2 separate regions of the Zea mays genome follow, and region 1 is linked to region 2. A link is a contact called in public Hi-C data. All regions are on one chromosome and are shown on one strand. The core of a region is the stretch at or near the end of the contact, and the rest is flanking DNA. Distances in the headings are between cores, read along the strand shown.

The links. Hi-C and Micro-C count contacts between places; a contact is called where the count stands out from the background.
Region 1: a contact with region 2 is called in a Hi-C map of leaf, with 7 times the contacts expected there. The contact joins the promoter of LOC100304236 here to the promoter of LOC100191942 in region 2. A contact is called at or near these places in 8 of 25 Hi-C or Micro-C datasets (bundle sheath, ear, endosperm and 2 more).

What each region holds. Positions count from the first base shown.
Region 1 is chr7:159,430,831-159,436,818 of Zm-B73-REFERENCE-NAM-5.0, reverse strand. LOC100304236 reads right to left here and starts at 4,019. Exons shown (of 29, transcript NM_001361390.1): 1 at 3,305-4,019; 2 at 1,349-1,600; 3 at 1,085-1,255; 4 at 888-938; 5 at 710-802; 6 at 481-576; 7 at 352-402; 8 at 147-265. The coding sequence starts at 3,895.
Region 2 is chr7:159,221,904-159,227,845 of Zm-B73-REFERENCE-NAM-5.0, reverse strand. LOC100191942 reads left to right here and starts at 4,208. Exons shown (of 19, transcript NM_001361608.1): 1 at 4,208-4,660; 2 at 4,788-4,884; 3 at 5,479-5,597; 4 at 5,821-5,942. The coding sequence starts at 4,502.

The DNA.
Region 1 (5,988 bases), core at 2,770-5,269, 210 kb before region 2:
ACAGAAACAATCAAATATCTCGCCGACTAATAATATATGAAGTGGTTTAGGATTTGATGGAGTTGTTTTCTATCAAAGAGCCTTGTTCGATTATAATGACAACGATATGTCGTAACCCTATGCACAGTATCACATATTATACTCACCCACTGACACTTGTCTCGTCCACAGCAAAAGTTTTCATTGCTCCTTGCATCCTATCAAAACTGGTACTCTTCCAAACGAAATCAACACTGAATCCAACGTTTAGCTCAGTAGGCACCCCCTGAAATTCAAGGAAATTGTTAAAATAGGCTGAGTGGATGCTAAAAAGGAACATGAGAAAAATCATACTGCCTTATACGGTTATACCTGACTTGCACGAAGCTCAAGTGCCACCTCCTCTTGTGCAGTGAGCTTAATCTGAAAGAACAAATGTCCTTAGCATAGCCACAAAGATAAAACTGGCCCAATTAAGATTATCAGCAGGTTTCTAATTACCACATGTCCCACAGATTGCCATGTGGGATGTGAGCTATCACCAGGATATCTCAAGCGTAGCTCATCTCCAGGCACAAGCCTCAACTCATTGTCTTCCTAAAATACATAATTGTTTCCCGTGTTAGACAATAGAGTATCACGAAGCAATACCGAACATCATCAACAACAGATAACTATACAATTATGGTATTAATTCACTAATCCCATATATTTCACTTCTTGAACAGACCTTTGGAAAGACAAAGTAAGCTACACGCTTCTTGTTCAACCCAATATCCCACCGGACAGTTACATTATCCTTGCTCTGTGACTCTTTCGTCATCTACAACAACATATAAAACAGTAACACAACTCAGTTTTGTGATGGAAAAGATAAAAAACATGATCTCTTAATCAGAACACAGTACCTTGTCATAATCAGCCTCAAGTTTTATCAGTGGCGCAAAAACATTTTGGTACTGGCAAAAAAAGGGGGGCAGGATATGCTAGTTAGGTCTTAGATGCAAGGTAAAAATATGGGCTTTGATATTTGAGAGTAGGAAGTAAAGCACCAACAAAAAAGTAAACTCAAGTAACAGAATACAGAACTTTAGAAAGTTTTAACCTGGTAAGCATCTTCATACTTCAAAACAACTGGCTGAGGTTCATCATCTACGCCAGGCTTTTCAAGATCTTCAAGAGATGCATCAGGATTTGTCTTCCAAAGCTCTTCCACTTTGTTAATTTGCTGTGCACTAATTTGCCGAGCTCTTAGCTGCTCCTGCTCTGAAGGTACCTGAAGAAAGTAAATTGTCCAACCATCAGAAAGTTCCTAGCTATGCACAAATGCATGACAGAACAACCTAAGAAATCATCATGAGACCCTTGCCTTTACAAGCCATGACAAGAAACACCTGTCATCAATAAGAGGGCACCACTGGCTGAGATCCCAATTCATATCCTTCAGTGCATTAACACTTAAACACGGCTCTCTGCATAAAAGAACGACAACATTCTCCAATTTTGCTGAGATAAACCCAAGAAGAAATACATTCCGACAGCCACAGTTGTAGCATTCAAGGATTGTTTCTCCCAAAGGGCTATCCTTGTGAAGGCACACTTCCTTATGCTTTGCCCTAACCTGCAAATGATAAACATATGGTTATGACCATGTATACTGAATTTGTTTCATTTAAATGGGTAAAGGTAGGTGGATTCTTACACAATAACACAATAAGCATATGATTCAGAATGAGTGATCTAGCCTACACTCAATGCATTTATTTGTATACAAAGCTTATGGGTGACTGTAGGTAGCAAGTATATGCTTATAATCAACTAGGCCAAACGTTCACTGTTAGAGCATTGACATTTGACATCGTAGATCAAGCTAGAAATTTTGACGCATTGCCAAACCACTGAAGCTTGGTTTACATATATATGTTCTTTTCGGTGAGAAGAATCATAGTCTTTCTAGAACTAGATAAACTTGATAGGATATCATCACTGTTCTCCCACCAGACTCTCTCCATCCTTCATTTCACTTCTAAATGGACCCATGCCTCAGCTTTTGTACTAAGCATTTTTCAGGATGTACTTGTACCAGTCCTTGGTTTGCTTGGACAACCACCACAACACAATGCCAAAACATCAAAAGTGTGTCCACTGTCCAAGGACAATGGTGTGCTTGCATGCTGCGAGTTGCCTAAAGGATAGCAAAGCTGCTTATGAAACACCACAGAGCCTCTCAATAAGGAATCAGGGTTGCAATATAATAAGTTGTAGAAACAGATGTGTTGACAATTTTTTTTAACAAAAGTTATATCCATGTTGCTGTCATAATGTTGTGTTCTACACTCCTACTCATACGGTTTGAGATGGTCTTCACTGAAAATTAAATTAAACTGATAGCAAACTATTTAGACAGTATAAGTGACACCTTGCAAATGGGACTTAACAATTAAGACCCTAGATACCAAATAGGAACGAAATGTCTTCACTGCAAATACAGCTAGCTTCCTAACCAACTATTTAAACAATATGTCCAAGGACCCTTTGCAAATGGGTCTGAACAATAGGAACCACTTTCACAAAATGTATCAACCATTCCATTAGCACAAAAAATCAAAAGTTAATACTGCTACTGCACAACAAAACCAAATACGCACATCTAGCAATCGTCGCATTCCCATTGCAATGTCTCCCACAGATACAACAGTATACTACAAATTTGCTTATTCTCAACCTAATTCAAGAGATAATTAACATGACATTCTCCTCAGAGTTATTTTATCTATAGTTCTATACTTATTTCCACCAGAAAACCTTCCAAGTCTAAAGCCACATCAATGCAGCATGGCTAACAAATTACAGCAACTAGATACACCGACACTATGGCATACCATGAAAAATACAAAAACTAACTAACCGACTCATGGCATCAATTTACCAATTTTAAGATGGTACCGATCACCTCCTTAGCCACCCCCGCATATAATACGAAAGACATGCTGCTACTTGCTACAACATCTGAGCAATAGTTTACTTATAGAGCCATAAAGTGCACCCCAATAAAGCATGATGTCTTCTTTTAACAACTAAAAGGCCTAGAATTGATTCAAAGCAGACTATTGTGAAACAGAGCCCACTAAGTTCGTTCCTAAGCAATTATCAACAAATTTGTACGACAAAATCTCACTCGTTCAGTTTCTAAAAAACAATTATCAACAGACTTGTATGACAGAACTCTGATTAATCAGTTTTTAAGCAATTCTCAACAAATTAACATCTGAGTAGTCTTAAATTCTAAATGAGCTATGCCATGAAAAAAGATAAGTAAACAAACCAGGTGGTTGACAATGTGGGAGCCAGAGGTGTTCCCCCGCGAGTTACAGAACCACTTGCGGCAGGAGGGCACGTTGCACCTCGCCACGCATGCAGGATTGTGGATCCCACAGTACCGGCAGGCGTGTTCCACGAAGTCTCCCTTGCCGTAGTCGTACCCGTCCTCTCCGGCGCCGGCTCCAACAGGATCCTCGAAGCTGAGTGCGGCTACCCCGGAGGCGAGCCCATCTGCCGCAGCCAACGAGCGCGCCTTGGAGGCAGACCGCGGCGACGGCGAGGAGGAGGAGGCCGGCGGGGTGGGGACGTCCAGAGACGTGAGATCGGGTTCAGCGGAGGCCGCGTCGGAGGGCGGCGGCGGCGGGGCAGGCCACGACGAGGACGACGCGCCAGCGCCGGGGATGGAAGACGTCAGCGGCGTCGATCGGGGCGGCGGTTGAGAAAGCTCCGGAAAGTCGGGGTAGTCGAATTCGTCACCCTGAGTGTTGAACTCAAGGAAGGTGTAGGCGTCGCCGGCAACGGAGGCGTCCGGCTGAGAGGCCGTCTCATACATGTCTATCGCGGCAGCGGAGGAGGAGTGCGACTGCGTCGCCATCCCCGCGGTTAGGGTTAGGGTTTTGTCGCTAGCGGCAAAGCAGGGCTTGGGAAGACAGGGCGAATCGGGAAAAAAAAGGGGAGAGGTAGCATGGTGAAGGTGTGGGGCCGGGGTTTGGTTTGTTGAGGTTGAGGATTCCACTGTGCACGGAAGAAGTGGAGAGGCACCGGTATGCCTTCCCTCCTCGAGCCTACGCTCCGACGGGCGACGGCTACGCGCCGAATTTTTTTTCCAGTTTGGCTCATTTTTTTCGAAAAAAAATCACGTTTAGACCCTACGAAAATTTAATGTCATTTTTTGACTCTTTATTCAGCGTCATAGGCTATGACGCCGAGATATCTGTTACGCTGGAACAACCTGGATATCGTGCCGCCGATGTGGCGCCGAGCTCGGTTATATAAGCGAAGCGGCGAAACCCCACGGAAGCGACGAGACTCAATTGCGCGAAGGAGGTCGGGCCGAGCGGCACGCGTACCTTCCAGGTCGGTGCCGGCGTCGGACTCGCCGCCCTTCGTCGCCGCGTACGGCTCCATCTGACGTCCCTCGTAAGCTCCCGGAGAGCGGTGATTGAGCTCACGACGGCCCACGTACGGCTCAATCGAAGCTCAGGCGAGCGAGCAAGCACAGGAACCTCACGGAGCCAAAGGGAAGAAAAAATTATTCCAAAATTTCTTTTTTTCTGCGCCGCTGCAGTGCAGCTCGCTGCTCCCTCGCGGTCTCGCTCAGCCTGCCTGCACTCACGGCTCACCTCCCGTACGCGGTCGCGTCGCGGTGGCCTTTTGTAGGGAGAGGGATTGGGGGGACGCCGGGACGTGGGATCGGGAGTGGTCAGTGCTGATGGGGCTTTCCGTTTGGCGCTGGAGTGCCCCCTACCCCGGAGACAACGGGCGAAAGCGTGGATTCGCTCGGGCAACCACTGCCGCAACCATGCGGCGTTGTTTTACGGGGACGAGTACGACGTGGCGCAACGGCGGATAAGCCTGGGATGTCAGCCTCTAAACAACCGAGCTCGGCGCCAAGATCTGTGGCGCCGAGCTCGGTGCCACGTCGGCGCCACGGCGTTCGGGTTATGCCAGCGCAGCAGGTACCTCGGCGCCATAGGCTATGGCACCGAGAAAAGTGTCAAAAAATGACATTAAATTTTCATATGGTCCAAATTGAGAGCACCTAGAGGGGGGTGAATAGGTGATCCTGTAAAAATCTAAAACTTATAGCCACAAAACTTGGTTAAGTGTTAGCACAATGGAATCAAGTGGCTAAGGACCGAGCTCTTGTGAAACACAATGGTTACAAAGAAACAAGCACAAGAGACACGGTGATTTATCCCGTGGTTCGGCCAAGTATAACACTTGCCTACTCCACGTTGTGGCGTCCCAATGGACGAGGGTTGCACTCAACCCCTCTCAAGTGATCCAATGATCGACTTGAATACCAAAGTGTTTTTCTTTCTTATACTCTCTCCCGTTTGCAAGGAATCTCCACAACTTGGAGCCTCTCGCCCTTACAATTGATGATCACAAAGAAGCACGGAAGTAAGGGTGGGAAGAGCAACACACACAAAACTCAAAGCACAAGCATAATCACGCACACAAGCCACAACTTGAGCTCACAACACAAATCAAGGAGTTCTCTACTCAAATGGAGCTCAAGTCACTATCTCAAAGAATCGAATGTGCGAGAATGGAGTCTTGGTGCTTAGGAATGATCAAGGAATGCTTGGTTGACTCCTCCATGCGCCTAGGGGTCCCTTTTATAGCCCTAAGGCAGCTAGGAGCCGTTGGAACCCAACAAGGAAATTCTTGCCTTCTGTCGGGTGGCGCACCGGACAGTCCGGTGCACCACCGGACAGCCACTGTAGCATGTCCGGTGCGGATCTCCTTCCATTTCTGGCGCAGCCGACCGTTGGATCTTCGGGCTGGTTGGCGCACTGGACAGTCCGGTGCCCCCAACCGACCGTTGGCGTGGGCCACGCGTCGCGCGCGGATTGCGCGGCCGACCGTTGCTCTAGCGGCCGTTGGCTCACCGGTCCGGTGAATTATAGTCGTACGCCGCCGACGAATTCCCGAGAGTGGCCAGTTCGCCAGAGCCCAGCC
Region 2 (5,942 bases), core at 2,959-5,458:
CTCTAAAGACTCTTTTTTGGCGATTAATGCCAAAGGGGAAGAGAGTATTAGCCCAAAGCAAAAGGACCGCACCACCATGCCAATTTCAGATTTTTTCAAAACAAAGTTTAAGTTTTAATGTTTTCAATTGGTATCTTTGAAATTAGTATTCCTCTAAGAAATTCTATCTCAATTGGTACTAAAATGTTTAAAAGAGGATTTTTTTTCAAAAATTGGTATCTAAAATAATTGATCTTCTTTCAAATTGTAAAAACCCTCTTGAACACTAAGAGGAGAATTTCATTAAGGGGGAGTTTTGTTTAGTCAAAGGAAAAACATTTGAAACAGGAGGAGAAATTTCAAATCTTAAAAATGCTTCTCGAAATCTCATTCATATATCTTTGACTATTTGCAAAAAGACTTTGAAAAAGGATTTCCAAAAACATTTGCAAAAACAAAACAAGTGGTGCAAGCGTGATCCAAAATATTAAGAGAAAGAAAGCAATCCATGCATATCTTATGAAAGTATTTGGTTTAATTCCATGCAACCTTTGCACTTACCTTATGCAAACTAGTTCAATTCTGCACTTATATATTTGTTTTGGTTTGTGTTGGCACCAATCACCAAAAAGGGGGAGATTGAAAGGGAAATAGGCTTAAACCTTTCCTAAATGATTTTGGTGGTTGAATTGCCCAACACAAATAATTGGACTAACTAGTTTGCTCTAGATTATAAGTTCTACAGGTGCCAAAGGTTCAACACAAACCAATAAAAAGTCCAAGACAGGGTTCAAAAAGAAAGGAGCAAAACCAACCGAAGGCTGCCCTGGTCTGGCGCACCGGACAGTGTCCTGTGCACCAGGGAAATCAACTCTGAACTACTCAGCTTCGGGTTTCTGGGGAGCCACTCCGCTATAATTCACCGGATTGTCCGGTGTGCCAAGCGGAGCAACGGTCGCCAGCGCAACAGTCGAGTTCAACGGTCGGCTGACAACGCTACAGTGCGCGGACAATTCGCGCAGAGTCAGAGCAGGCACCAGAAGGCGCACCGGACAGTGAACAATACCTATCCGGTGCACCACCAGACTGTCCGATGGCCCCACATGTCAGAGCTCCAATGGTCGAACCCTAACGGTTGGGCGACGTGGCTAGCGCACCGGACTGTCCGGTGTGCCCATCGATAGGAGCCCCTCCCAACGGCCACATTGTTGGTTGGGGCTATAAATACCCCCAACCACCACACTTCAAGGCATCCAAGTTTTTTAGACATCTCACTCAATACAAGAGCTAGTGCATTCAATACAAGACACAATTCAATTGAATCAAAGCCTCTCCAAGTCTCAATTCCACTCAAAGCAATTAGTGACTAGAAGAGAGAGTTTTGCTCGGGTTCTTTGAGCTCTTATGCTTGGATCGCTTTTCTTCTTCCCCATTTCTTATTCTCAACACCTTGTAATTAAAGCAAGAGACACCAAGTTGTGGTGGTCCTTGTGGGGTCTAAGTGACCCATTTGATTGAAGAGAAAAGCTCGCCGGTCTTTGTGATCGGTGGAGAGACGGAAAGGGTTGAAAGAGACCCGGTCTTTGTGACCACCTCAATAGGGAGTAGGTTTGCAAGAACCGAACCTCGGTAAAACAAATCACAGTGTCATCCGTCTTATTTGCTTATGATTTGTTTTCGCCCTCTCTTTCGGACTCGATCTTATTTCTAACGCTAACCCCGGCTTGTAGTTGTGCTTAAAGTTTATAAATTTCAGATTTGCCTATTCACCCCCTAGGCGACTTTCATGTACATGCATCAATCATGTCGACATGTGTGCGCACGCGAAATATACCATGAAATACAATAAGTACAAAAGGTTGCTCTGGTTACTAACTGCATCATACCAGGTGGTACAGATGTAGCACCCTAAAAATTTAATTCTAGAAAATTTCTCAAACTCGTTCTAAATTCAAGATAAATTTTTAAATTTTATTTCAAAATATTTGTTTGCGAGTTGATCTCAACAAAGGAAATATAGTGGTATATATTCTCTCCAAAATTCTCCTCAAAATATCCTAGAAATATTTTTTCCTAGTGACCCTCTTCAAATTCTTTCCATAAATAATATTTAAATATTCTACCGACATTTCTCTAAATATTTCCTCCAAAATATTTCTCCAAATAATCACAATAGCATGACTAGGTCGTTCATGCAGCAAAAGTATAAGGAATCATTCTAAAACTCATATTACGATGTACTAGCACCATTAAGGCCCTCGTCCTCACTCTAACTCTCTAAGAGCCATATGGGACGTCACCTAAAAAAGAATGATAAGTGTCAGCATACGTCCGACGTGCACTCCATGTATATAGGTTATGCTATTATACAGGTACAAGGTTAGAATGGGACATACGTAGTTGGTTTGATGATAAGTAGAGCCCACAAGTAGAACATGCATGTAAGCTTTGCCGCTTTCTTGAGATATAAAAGTGAGCGGATATCAACACTCAAGGGGTTGATCCAAGATTCACTCTAGGGCATTCATCATAGTCTATTATCCTAACAACAACAAGGAACACAGAACATAGAGGAAGCAAATGGCTTAGAAGTATATATAGTGAGCTTGACTCTAGTTCTTTTTGGTTATGTAACTTGTTCCATCAAAGTAAATACATCCATCAAAGAGGACATATAGTATTACGTACACCGCGGTCTGAACCTATATAAAAATATGCGTGTTAAGGCTTTGATGTCATGACTTCACATCAATATCATACGATGCCAAAACTTACGCAATGCTTCTCTTTCTATCTCTTCTATGATACCATTGATACTCTAGCGTTGTATCAGCGACAATGTTATTGCTATATTTATTTAAATTTAAAACCTTTTAACTTGTGGTAATAGAGGGAACAATGACGACGAGACAATAGACAATAGAGGAAGTATAATAGAGAGGGACTTGAAAAAATTAGTTCTTGAAACAAGTGCACAGGTTCAGAACTTCCAAAGAAATATATGAAACTTTCAAAAAAATATTTTAAACCTTCGAAGCTTAACAAAACAATATTGACTAGACAAAAAGAACACAACGAATCTTAGCTCAAGAGACTATCACATGTTATCCCCCTCTAACACAAAAAAAACACCATGACTCTTAGCTCACCAGAACACCATAGGTTACCCCCTCCTATATATCCTTGCACAAGCAAGATAAACACACTCCCTTCTAATTTGCTATAGATTCATCATTATTTAGAGATCTAATGTATGTATATATATATATAACTAAAATCTGTATTTTTCGTCCTTACATCTTATGCCCTCCTCTGCCCCTCCATCACCTAAATCCTCTTTCGTCCCTCATTTTATCGCATATCGCTCTTACCACTCCTCTTACCACTCCCTGTAAACATGCACACGCAAACCTCCGTTGGTTCTATATCACTCATATCATAAAATAGCTCATTCAAGTCTGCTTATATCGCGACACGTGTGGATATATGACTTGATTTGCGTCTTTCTTGAACTCATAGTACACCTTAATACTCACTCCATTCCAATTTATATTTCGTTTGTCTTTTTTTACTCTAAGTTTGACCGACTCGTTTTATCCAAAAAATCATAATTATTGTTAATTTTTGCCGTGATATTATTTAGCATATAATATACTCTAAATATGACTTTTTATTTTTTATTAAAAAAATCGAATAGGATGAGTCAATCAAACGTGACACAGAAAAGTCAAACGAATTATAATTTGTGACAGATGGAGTATATTCAAATCGATTTAATCTCTCATTATTTTTCCATACAAGATCGATATTTTATTGCATTAGTATTTATTATGGATCATAAAATTTGTTATATTCAAAGTTAGATTAAGTCTAACTAAATCCAAATAACAATGATCACATTATTATTTCCAATATTTACAACACCGAATAAATATTATCCAATTAATTATAATTTTTTAATATTAAATTGATTTAACGTCATAAACATGAATTTATTTACTAAAATGAATAAAACATAAATTACTTTAACGGTCATTTTAACAGTCACAAAATGAATAATTGATAATTGGATTCATTTTGGAAAGCGAGTGTACAAAGTAGTAGAACGTGTTTCACTTCACTTGGATAGTTGAATCCAAGCGAACTTTCTTCTTTTTTACAAACAAATCGTTAGGTCTGCCTCTGACCGTTCTCTGCTCCAGCGCGCGCGCCTGATCGGCCGGAAATTGTTCGTACGAACAAGTGCGGACGCGGGCAGATCTGGCTCCTCGTCGGCAGCCCGGCGTCAACGAACCAATCCGGGCAGGCAGTCAGTTGTCAGCATCAGCCACGACCAGCAAACCTCCGTCCCCGGGGTCCAGCGTCGCCCTCCTCCCACGCGCTGCGGCGCTGGAGAATAATTTGGGCAAAAGGCAAACGCATTGTCGGCTGTAAAGGGTAGAACGTCTCCACTCTCCCGTACGCCGATACCCACTGACGCCACCGCCCGAAGCCTCCCCGAGAAACAGGAGCCGGCGCGGGGATGTCGTCCATCTCGCGGAATCTCCGGCGATCCCTCGCCCCGGACCGCCTGCGCCGCCTCTCCCAGCACCCGCGAGAGTATGTGACGTCGGAGTGCCACCGCCCCGTCGTCCTCCACAAGCGCGGCCCCGACATCCTCCACGACCCCTGGTTCAACCGGGTACGCCTCGGTTTCCGTTCCGTTCCCACCGGCTGCTCGCGGGCGGGCGGGCGGTGGTGCTCCCTGTGACCCTGTCTAGTTCGCGCTCTTGGGGGTTCTGAACTTGTGACGCTGCTGGCTGCTGCAGGGCACGGCGTTCTCGATGACCGAGAGGGACCGCCTCGGCCTCCGCGGCCTGCTCCCGCCCAACGTCGTCTCCTCGCAGCAGCAGATCGACAGATTCAGTACGTGTGCCCCGTCGACGAGCCGCTTCATTGCTTGCTCTGGCTTTTGGAGTTTGCTACCTGATGCATGAATCGCTGGGGATCTAATTGGATCGGCCGCTATAATGTGCAAATGATGTTTCTACGAATGTGGTCTTGGTGTTGGGTCATCCCTGGAGTTTAGTTTGAGGTTTGGACTTTGGAGATTGAGTCAGCTCAACCAGTGCTCCAATTGCTTAGCTTTAGGATGATACGGGTGCTAATTTCTTATGATCGTTTCTAGAATCACTGATGGACCTTTATAGCCTCAACTATCTGTAGAAGCTATAAACCCTAAACCCTACAGAAAAGCTTCCCTACAATTAAAAATTTACAATAAAGTACTAAACATATTTATGGCTCGAAAGCTTAAGTGCGGAAGTTGCTCGATTCTTATCCACTGCTAGAGCTAGAGCTAGAGCCTAGAGGAGATGCATCACTGCCGGGTGGTATGCCAGCTGGGTTACTCTTTACAGTAACTCTTTAAGCCATTTGAGAAAATTATAATTACTGAAATAGACTGTAACAGCATTCTGCAATTTTTATTTTAAAATCTAATTTATACTTTGGTTACAGTGCTTGATCTGAAACGGCTGCAGAGATATGCAAGAGATGGCCCGTCTGATACTTATCCATTGGCAAAATGGCGCATCCTTAACAGATTGCATGACAGAAATGAAACGATGTACTACAAGGTGTGCGCCTTCACAGTCCACACATTCATCTAGTGACATCCTTATTCCTGTTGATGTTGCATGTTCTGTTAAGGAACAATATCTTTGGTTTGCACCTCCAATGTGTGGTTATGCACCTTCTGTGTTAACTTTGTTTCCCTTGCAATATCAAACATAACTGATTGAGAACTTGTTGAATTCTGTTTCGAAAATGATTGCCTTGTATTGTCTCATTTTTCAATAGGTACTAATAGATAACATTGAGGAGTATGCACCTATCGTTTACACACCAACCGTTGGACTTGTTTGCCAAAACTACAGTGGTCTGTTTCGACGCCCTAGGGGAATGTACTTTAGTGCAGAAGA